Regions from separate parts of the Ovis aries genome. Here region 2 is linked to region 1. A link is a contact called in public Hi-C data. All regions are on one chromosome and are shown on one strand. The core of a region is the stretch at or near the end of the contact, and the rest is flanking DNA. Distances in the headings are between cores, read along the strand shown. Region 1 overlaps JAML (junction adhesion molecule like). Region 2 overlaps LOC443398 (T-cell surface glycoprotein CD3 gamma chain).

Region 1 (4,350 bases), core at 49-2,548:
CAAACTATCTGACTGTGTCTAGAAAGAAATGCATAATGTATCTCGATGAAAGTTGCACAACTCGGAATATACTAAAACCACTGAGTTGTACATTTTAAATGGGTGAATTGTGTGGCGTGTGAGTTGTATCTCAATAAAGGTGTTTCAAGAAAAAGTAAGACACTGGCTATCTATTTTACATATGGTAATGTATATCTTTCAATGCTATTCTCTCCAATCATCCCACCCTCTCGACTCCTCCCACTGAGTCCAAAAGCCTGTTCTTTATGTCTGTGTCTCCTGGAGGGGTGGTGGGAGGAGGGACGTGGGGAGGAGTTCAAGAGGGAAGGGACACGTGTATGCCTATGTGCGATTCATGTTGATGTACTTTGCACCATACTGCAAAGTAATTATCCTCCAATTAAAATAAATAAATAAATAAAGGTCAAGTGAAAGAGGGGAAAAAAGAAAAGGTATGACATAGGGTGAGAGCTAAAGGAGACAAGGACACGGGTAAGGGGAAGAGTTGAGTGTATGCGTGTGCTTAATGGCAGAAGCCCATGGACCGTGGAGCTTAAAGAGGCATGTTGTGAGGGTCCTGAGAAGGAGGAGAAGCACAGCGGCTCAGATAAGCCCCCAGAGGGAAGGGAGCTCAGGACGGCAGGCAAAGACGAGGAAGGAGTAGATGGAGGTCTGCTTGAGGGTGTGGAGGGCTCAGAAGTTGCATGAGCCCCCGCTAATGGCTTCTCTTTCCTGTGAAGCAGAGGGAAGACTTCTGAGAGTGAAGAAAGCCATCTGTCCTGCTTCCCTCTCCCGCTGGCATCCTCCGTTACTGACAAGAAGGCGCCTCCATGGACTTAAGTCTCTGGCCAGAGGTATTGAGGGTAGAGGTGCTTCCTCACCCCTATCCCTGCCCCCAGCCAACCACAGCCAACCCCTGGGGCCCTCGCAAAAGGCAAAGTCCACAGGCCACATCCTGACTGCTAACTGGGTTCCGGTTTAACTTTAACCCCTTACTTATCAACCTCTCTCAGTCAACACAATTGAGTCTTTACTCTCCTCCTCACCAATGGCCTTAATACACACTGCCAGAATAAAGAACCTGGGATCAGAAACTCCTTCTATTTTTGGTTCCTTCCCCTTCCTGTTTCCTCTGTTCTTTGCTGTCTCTCACCAGCTCAGGAGCATCTTCCCTTCTACTACAGAGCATAGAGCATCTCCTTTGAAGCCAAGTCAAAATGACCCAAATCCATCTCTGAGCTCCTGTATCTTTAAATTGGTATATTACAGAAACCATGAGTGAGGCTTGGCAGAGGGGTTGGCATTCACTCAGTATTATTACCTTTTTTTCCCTTGACCTACCATCAGGGAAGCACTAGGGTGAGGCAGGCAAGGTGCCTAGGGGACCAAATTTAAGGAGGGATTACTCTCAAGGTCATGCAAGCACAGGGTAGGAGTGCTTGATAAGTACGAGGCTTATCAGGAGCAGGCAAGTACAGGACCTGAGAGTGATGCCTCCTTAAATTTTGCATCCTAGAAGCCTCTCCAGCTTCACCCTAGTACTGCCCCTGCCTACCAGCTATGCAGCCCCTCCTCCCCGCCCGGCCAGATGTTACATACTTCGGGGCTCTTTCAGGATCACTTGCAACACAGTGGTTTTCCTGAAGGTCAGGTTCCCCAGGTAGATACTGCAGGTGTAGTTTCCTCCATCAGACTCCTTCACTCCGTGGAGCATTATAGAGCCATCATTGCGGGAAGTGTCTCCCACCAAGTCCACACGGTTCCGGAAGCGGCCCCAGTTCTGGGGGTACCCTTTGGGCGCCCTGAGTTTGGGCTGATAGCACAACACAATCTCCTCCTAGAAGGGAAAGGCAAAATGTAAGAGACTGAAGGACTGGGGTTGGAGGGAGCTCTCGGGATTCACAGGCCCTACGTGTAGAAGCAGTAAAGGTATCATCAGAAAGTATCAGAAAACACAAAGCCACGGACACACGGGTCCACACCAGCCTCCTTGCTGCTCCTAAGTGCTGGCCTCAGGGCCTTTGCACTTGCTGCTCCCTATGCCTGGAACACTCTTCCCACTTAGACAGACACATGGTTGCCTCCTTCACTTCCCCGAGACCTCTACTCAAATGTTACCTTTTTGGTGAGGCCTCCCTGACCACCTACATAAAAAAACAATCACAAAAGCCTGCTTTCTTGTTCTCCATAGCTCTTACTATTACCTGACATACTGTGTATATATTTCTTCATTATTACTATTATTTGGCTGCATTGGGTGTTAGTTGCCCCACAGCATGTGGGATCTTAGTTTCCTGACCAGGGATCAAACCAGTGTCCCTACATTGCAAGACGAATTCTTAACCACTGGATCACCAGGAAAATTCCTATTTCCTCATTATTTTTCTATGTATCTCCCTCCATCTTGATTGTAAGTCTCCCACCAGGGCAGGAGCTTTGAGTGTTCACCATATAACAGGCACCTTAAAAATACTTGTTAAATAAAAAAGTGTCAGAATTTTTCAAAAAAGTATATAAATACCATTAGTTTTTAGAAGTTTCTAAGAACAGGAAATAAGGATACAGACACAAATATGAATGAAAAGACCTGGCACCTAACCTGTTGTCTCTTGTGATTCAAGTTCATAACTCACAAATGTCAACTATCATCCTATGTTCTGCTGTGACTCAGTTTGGTGGATGACAATTAAATATACAATGGGTTCCCAGAGGTGAACCTGAAACTACCTGTAATTCCCCAGACCCCACCATGAAGCCATCCTTTCTGATCCACTCAAACAGCATATAGGAATCAACTGAGTGTAAATGACATTTTGTATGGATGACCTGGAATAAGTCTTCATTTGTAAAAGGTGAATCTTTCTAAGCTTTGTATCTTAACTTTTATTAACAATAAGTTATGTGGGATGTCTCTCAAGACACAGCTTGACTCATCAGGACATCACCATGCCATAGTTGACATCTACTGGTCTAACGAACTAACCTGCTGTTTACTGCTTCAGCGTTCCTGTGAAGCACCCTCCTCATCTTGGCCTCCAGGATTACTAATCCCAACATTCAACACATCCATGAAGACAAAGAAAATCCCATCACATAAATGGGGTGAAGGGGTGCAGAAGAAAACTCACAAAAATAACCCAAATAAGACGATCATTCTTATGCCTAACCCATTGGTCACCAAAAGCATTCCCCCTTGTTATTCCATGAATTCTATAAAAAGGAAAAGAGAGAGAAAGGATAAAACCAAGATGCTGTAGCCAAGTCATGAACCAGTGTTCTACATTACCATGTCCTAGATGCATCTTGACAACCCAAGTCGAGCAGTAGCAACTACTTCTCCACCATCTTCATTAGTCATTTTTCCCAACTGGAAGCTGAAATTGCCCAGCCAAGCTAAGAGGCCCAGTTTTGTTTTGTTTTGTGTTTTTAACAAACTCCAAAGTCCAAGCCCTCATAAGACCAACATGTGGCACCTGATGCCTAGGTTCTTGCTGTCCCCACTCTGTCCTGGCACCACACAATGAGGGCGTCTCCTCCGTACCTTGGCAGGCTCTCCTGATGAGAACATCCAGTCTACCCTGCTCACGTGCTTCTCTTCTGTGCTGTGGAAAACACATCCCATCCGAGTCGAATCACCCACATGAACCATCAGCTCTGGGGATAAAATGATAAATCAAGTTACACTCAAAGTATAGTCTCTAGAAGCCAAAGAACTTCTGGAAGAGATCATGTTTAGCCAAAGATCCTCAGCAGTAAAACCAATGTCACCACCCCACACTGCACACTTTCCCTCTGTGCAGCCAGAATATTCGGAGGCCTCTCATCAAACCAACACGATACCCCAAGGATAAGACAGCACCCTCTAGCTGCCAGCACAACATCAAGTCTGAGGGTCCCACTGATGTCAATAAACACTTTCTGGCTTCTCTTTAATTCCTTTCTCCTTCTCCTTTCCTAGAACTTCTCCCACAAGCCCCAACTTCACTTCAAGCCTGTAACAAAGAATGGAAAACCATGAAGCCCTCCACTTTCTGTTCGCCCACTTGAGTAACCACATCTGCTTAACATAAACAGGAAGTAGAAATAACTCTCATTCTTATAAATAACCCACTGGCTCTCCCAGGTGAAAAACTGAATCATGGGTGACTCTCTTCTACTTAATTCTTTTACAAGTTGTCTTAGGACTTGCTTAGGACAATTCTCGCTAGACTATAGGTCACAGGACTGCTTGCTAATTAGGTCAAACAACAGACAGTTTTCCTTTTGACTTTTCTCTCATTTTAATTCCTGTCCCCACTTCCCCACCTGTTCCCCCTTCCGCACCTGCTCCCCCTTCCTCCCATTCTTGGC
Region 2 (4,633 bases), core at 1,124-3,623, 130 kb after region 1:
TGTGGGATTTGGCAAAACAAAGATCATGGATGACGTAAAGGAGTTTAAGTGAGGTAGTGTGAGTGGAAGCCAAACGGAAATGAGTAGAAGGTGGAGGGCAAGGGGGCAAAAGAGCAGCAAATGTAAAATGTTCTTTAAAGAAGTTTGGATGAGAAGGCTGGAGAGGTTGAGTGGTAAGTGGAGAAGTAGCAGACTCTAAGAAGAAATGTGTTTGTGTGTGAAAGAAACTTGAGCACATTTCCAAGCTAAAGGAGAAGACAGTGAGTAGAGGGAGGCCCTGGAACTGATACTGAAGGCTGCAGTCACGAGTGGGATCAAGGGCACAGAGAACAAGGCAATCTCCCCCACTGAGACTAGAAGAGAGGAAGCGCAGATGGCTCCAGCCTTAGAGACGCTTGTGGGTGGAAAAGAAGCTGAAGAAGAAAGAGCCGTTACAGCATCCATGTTTTCAGTGAACTAAGTGGGAAGAGTTGACTCATTGGAAAAGACTCTGATGCTGGGAGGGACTGGGGGCAGGAGGAGAAGGGGACGACAGAGGATGAGATGGCTGGATGGCATCACTGACTCAATGGACGTGAGTCTGAGTGAACTCCAGGAGTTGGTGATGGACAGGGAGGCCTGGCGTGCTGCAATTCATGGGGTCACAGAGTCGGACACAACTGAGCAACTGAACTGAACTGAAGTGGGCAGCAATGTAACCTGCTAAAATTGAGCTGGGTGATGACTGAGTTGGGGACTAGAAGAGACGTTGGAGTTTAGAATTATTTCTGAGAGGAATAGAGAAAGAGCCAACTGAAGACAACACAGGGTGAGGGGCAGTGCTGAAAGCCTGTGTGGCAGCTATTTCTGTAGAGCAAAAAGAAGCCCTGGACTGAGCCGCAGAAACCTGAGTTCTGTGTGCAGCTCAGTCACCAATGAGCCAGGTGAACTTGGCGATGCCTCCTCCCTCTGGGTTCAGTTCTCTCAGCCATCAACCTAGGAAATTTGGCTACATGAGTTCTCAAGTCCTAGAAGGAACTAGAATTCAGATAATCAAAAATTTAAATGTCAGCAATCAATTATACTGTCTTTTCTATGGTATCAGGATTAGAATGAGAGGACTCTTTGTTTCTTTCACAGTGACCAGGTTGCTGGGGAGAAGAGCTAGTTAGAAATCTGCTTAACTCTTTGTCTTGCCTTTTTTTTTTTTTCATTTATCCATTCATACTTTCATTCAAAACATATAATGCTCCTACCATGTTTCAGGCACTGTGCTAACTGGTATTCATATACAGTTCAGTTCAGCTCTGTGTGAAGTTCTAAGACTGCTATCTTCTCTGTCAAGCTTTTCCTGTTCCTCACCCTTGGCCAAAATCAATAGTTTCTACCCCTTTCCATATGCATTTATGCGAGTACTAAATGATAATTTATAAGTATTATTACATTTATTACATTTGTGGGTTATTTTCCACTTCATTGTAAACTCTTCAGAAGCAACAACTAGTTATTTGTATCACCACCCTTTTCTTCCATACTCCTTCTTCATGTCAGGCACTTAATAGTGATCGGTAAGTGTTTGGATTAAATCCAATTGAGTTGAACTCCAGTGTTGGTTCTCTATAGTATGTCCAGCATGCAACTCTACCACTCTGAGTTTTGAGACAGATTTGAGGGCTATTTAGTGGCTAACTCCTTCGGGACATTCAGGATTTACACACACAAAAAAAAGTGGGTCACCAAAGCTGAACATTATAGAAGTAATTCTGCTGTAAAAGACTTTAGCTAATACACACCCAATCTTTTGCAAGGCTTTAGCTGCTAAAGGAGCAGAGCATTCCACACTGTACAGGCAATACCCTTACATACAGTGCAATACAATTGCTCAGTGCTAACCATCCAGAGTTGGGATCAGACCCCAAAGGTGAAGGGCACAGTCCCCAAAAAGACTCCCCTCACTTAAAAAGGGAGGCACTGGTTCAGGGATCCCCAGACCACCCGCACTTCTGAGGAACTGCCTACAAATCTGGAGAGTTCCCAAGAACCCTCTCAGAATTTGCTAGAACAGCTCAGAGAACTCAGGAAAGCCCTGTACTGCAAGTACAGTTTCATTATTTAAAAAAAAAAAAAATTAGATCTAGACAAATGAAGAGACACATAGAGTGAAGTCTGGGAGGGTCCTGAACACAGAGGTTCCATGCTTTTTCCTTCCAGAATTAAAATACATCAACCTCCTGGCATGTTGATATGTTTACCAACCAGGAAGTGCCACTGAGTTTTTCTTGGGATTTCATCACATACACATGATTGATTGAATCATTGATCACGTGACTGAACTCAATACCCAGTCCCTCCTCCACCTCCGAGAGCTCAAAGTCCCGATTCTCTAATCACATGTTTAGACTTGACCTGTCCCATCCTGAGTCATCTCTTTAACATAAATTCATGTATGATCCAAGGGTCCACCAAGAAACACAAAGGCAATCCTATCATTCATAAAATTCCAAGGGTGGAGAAACTCCCTCCCAGAAGCCCAGAACAAAGACTAGACAAATTTTTATTAAACAACGCCCTAAATTCAGTTTGGTGGTTTAGGCTACCATCCAGGGAAATAAGTACAGATACTGTCACTCACATGGATTAGGCTCTCTCTCTTCATCTTGGCCTCAAATGACTGTGGAAATGATGCATCAGGAGATCTGAAGGGCTCCATGCGCAGCTAATCCTCTGTCTTCTGTCTCTGCAGGTACTATGGCCTATGTGAGAGAAGGTAAGGGAAATGTCTTCTTTCTATCAGCAGACTGGGGAAATTCATGGAAATATGGCCTCTCACAACGGCAGTCCTATAGGAGCAAGTGAACAGCTTAGAAGGGATGGGATGATAAAGGATAGAGAGCAAATCCTTCCATTGTTAACCAAATCAGTGGCCAGTCTTGACCTTCCTGGGTTTCCTGGAGCTAAACAATTAATTGTCTGGTGCTTGGAGGAGAAACTGGGCCCTAGCAGCTAGGCATTACTCAAAGCACCACCTATGAATCAACAGCACTGGCTTCACCTGGGAGTGTGTTAGAAATGCCAACTCTCAGTGCTTCCCCAGAACTATTGAATAGAACCTGGAATTCTAAACAGATTCCCCTGTGAATCATGTGTGCCCCGAGACAGGGAGAATTTCAGAGGCAAGATCTTAACATGCATTTCCTTTTTCAGTAAAAGTGGATGACAATCGAGAAGATGGTTCTGTAATTCTGATTTGTGTCACGGATGAAAAAAAGATCACATGGCTTAAAGATATGAAAGAAATAAGTTCTGGAGACACAAATAAACTTACTTGGGATCTTGGAAGTAGTACCAAAGACCCTCGAGGAATATATGAATGTAAAGGATCAAGTAACGAATCAAAATCACTCCAAATATATTATAGAAGTACGTATCCCTTTTGGTTTGCTTATGTGAAATTAAGCAGTACCGGCTGCTCTGGTGAGCTTCTTGTCTGGGATGGATGTAGACATAGACGCTAAACAGTAATGTAAGAGTCAGCTTTCTTAATCTCAGCTTACATTTTTTTAAATTTAACAAAGCAGTTCCCCCAACATTTTGAAAAAGCATAGCCTGTCTTATAAAGCCTGGCTCACCTTTGGGTAGGCCCCACTGCTTGGAGGAGTCAGCAGTTTATACAAACCAAGTTAAGACAGGTAAAGGAGACAGGGGAGATTACAAGTTGAGCGACTGTAGCATGGAGAATGGGATATGGTCTTCCTTTTATTTCAAACGGAGAAGGCAATGGCACCCCACTCCAGTACTCTGGCCTGGAAAATCCCATGGACGGAGGAGCCTGGTGGGCTACAGTCCATGGGGTCGCGACGAGTCGGACACGACTGAAGTGACTTAGCAGTTTATTTCAATAGTTGCTGGTAGTAAAACCACATGGATTTCCCCCAGACTCCTGCACAATAAAGGAACATCACAAAGCACTGAGTTCTTAGTCCAAGGATCTTCCAGGCAATTCCCTAGCCATACCACCCACAGAGAGGCCTGCTGCCCTGGACAGAAATATTATCTCAAGAGAAAAAAAATCCAGGGTTGAAGGAATTCTTGTCCTTCTCTCTCCCCACAGTGTGTCAGAACTGCATTGAACTGAATCCAGCCACTGTGGCTGGCTTTATCTTCACTGAAATCGTCAGCATTTTCCTCCTTGCTGTTGGGGTCTACTTCATTGCTGGACAGGAAGGAGTTCGCCAGTCAAGAGGTAAAAGAATGTTCTTAGGGACTTCCCTGGTGGTCCAGTAGCTAAGACTCCTAGCTCCCAGTGTAGGTGGCCAGAGTTTGATCCACAGTCAGGCAACTAGATCCCTTATGCCACAAGTAAGACCCGGCGCAGCCAAATAAATCAAGAAACAAAACAAAATAATGTTTTTAGATGAGAGCTGAGGCGATCTGGGACCCTCAGCCTCCTTCCTACCAAAAGAGACCCAATAGAAGAGGCTGGGTTAGCAAGTGTTGCTGATGAGCATGGTCCAGTGAGGCTCTGACTCTGAAGGCAGGAGGAACAGGACACTTGGTGTTTTCATAGCATATTTGCCTGTTTCGAAATACAACTCTCTCTGACTTGTCCTCTGTACATTTTTAAAAAATTACTCACTGTTTATTTAATTTTATC

The links. Hi-C and Micro-C count contacts between places; a contact is called where the count stands out from the background.
Region 2: a contact with region 1 is called in a Hi-C map of liver, with 3 times the contacts expected there. The contact joins two enhancer-like sites. A contact is called at or near these places in 6 of 16 Hi-C or Micro-C datasets (blood, hypothalamus, liver and 2 more).

Annotation. Positions count from the first base shown.
Region 1 is chr15:28,634,498-28,638,847 of ARS-UI_Ramb_v3.0, forward strand. JAML (junction adhesion molecule like) reads right to left here. Exons shown (of 9, transcript XM_060399774.1): 5 at 3,542-3,654; 6 at 1,600-1,837. LOC132657861 (a long non-coding RNA gene) reads left to right here. Exons shown (of 3, transcript XR_009596594.1): 3 at 741-1,601. Among named protein-coding and RNA genes, the nearest start is that of JAML, 17 kb to the right of the region's middle. Within about 2 kb of position 1,299, at least 6 of the 54 cell types and tissues checked have an H3K27ac peak or open chromatin away from gene starts, as enhancers often do. A contact at or near this core is called in liver, where this site is marked.
Region 2 is chr15:28,768,133-28,772,765 of ARS-UI_Ramb_v3.0, forward strand. It overlaps LOC443398 (T-cell surface glycoprotein CD3 gamma chain), which reads left to right. Exons shown (of 5, transcript XM_060399311.1): 2 at 2,723-2,746; 3 at 3,184-3,399; 4 at 4,091-4,222. Among named protein-coding and RNA genes, the nearest start is that of CD3D, 5.2 kb to the left of the region's middle. Within about 2 kb of position 2,374, at least 4 of the 54 cell types and tissues checked have an H3K27ac peak or open chromatin away from gene starts, as enhancers often do. A contact at or near this core is called in liver, where this site is marked.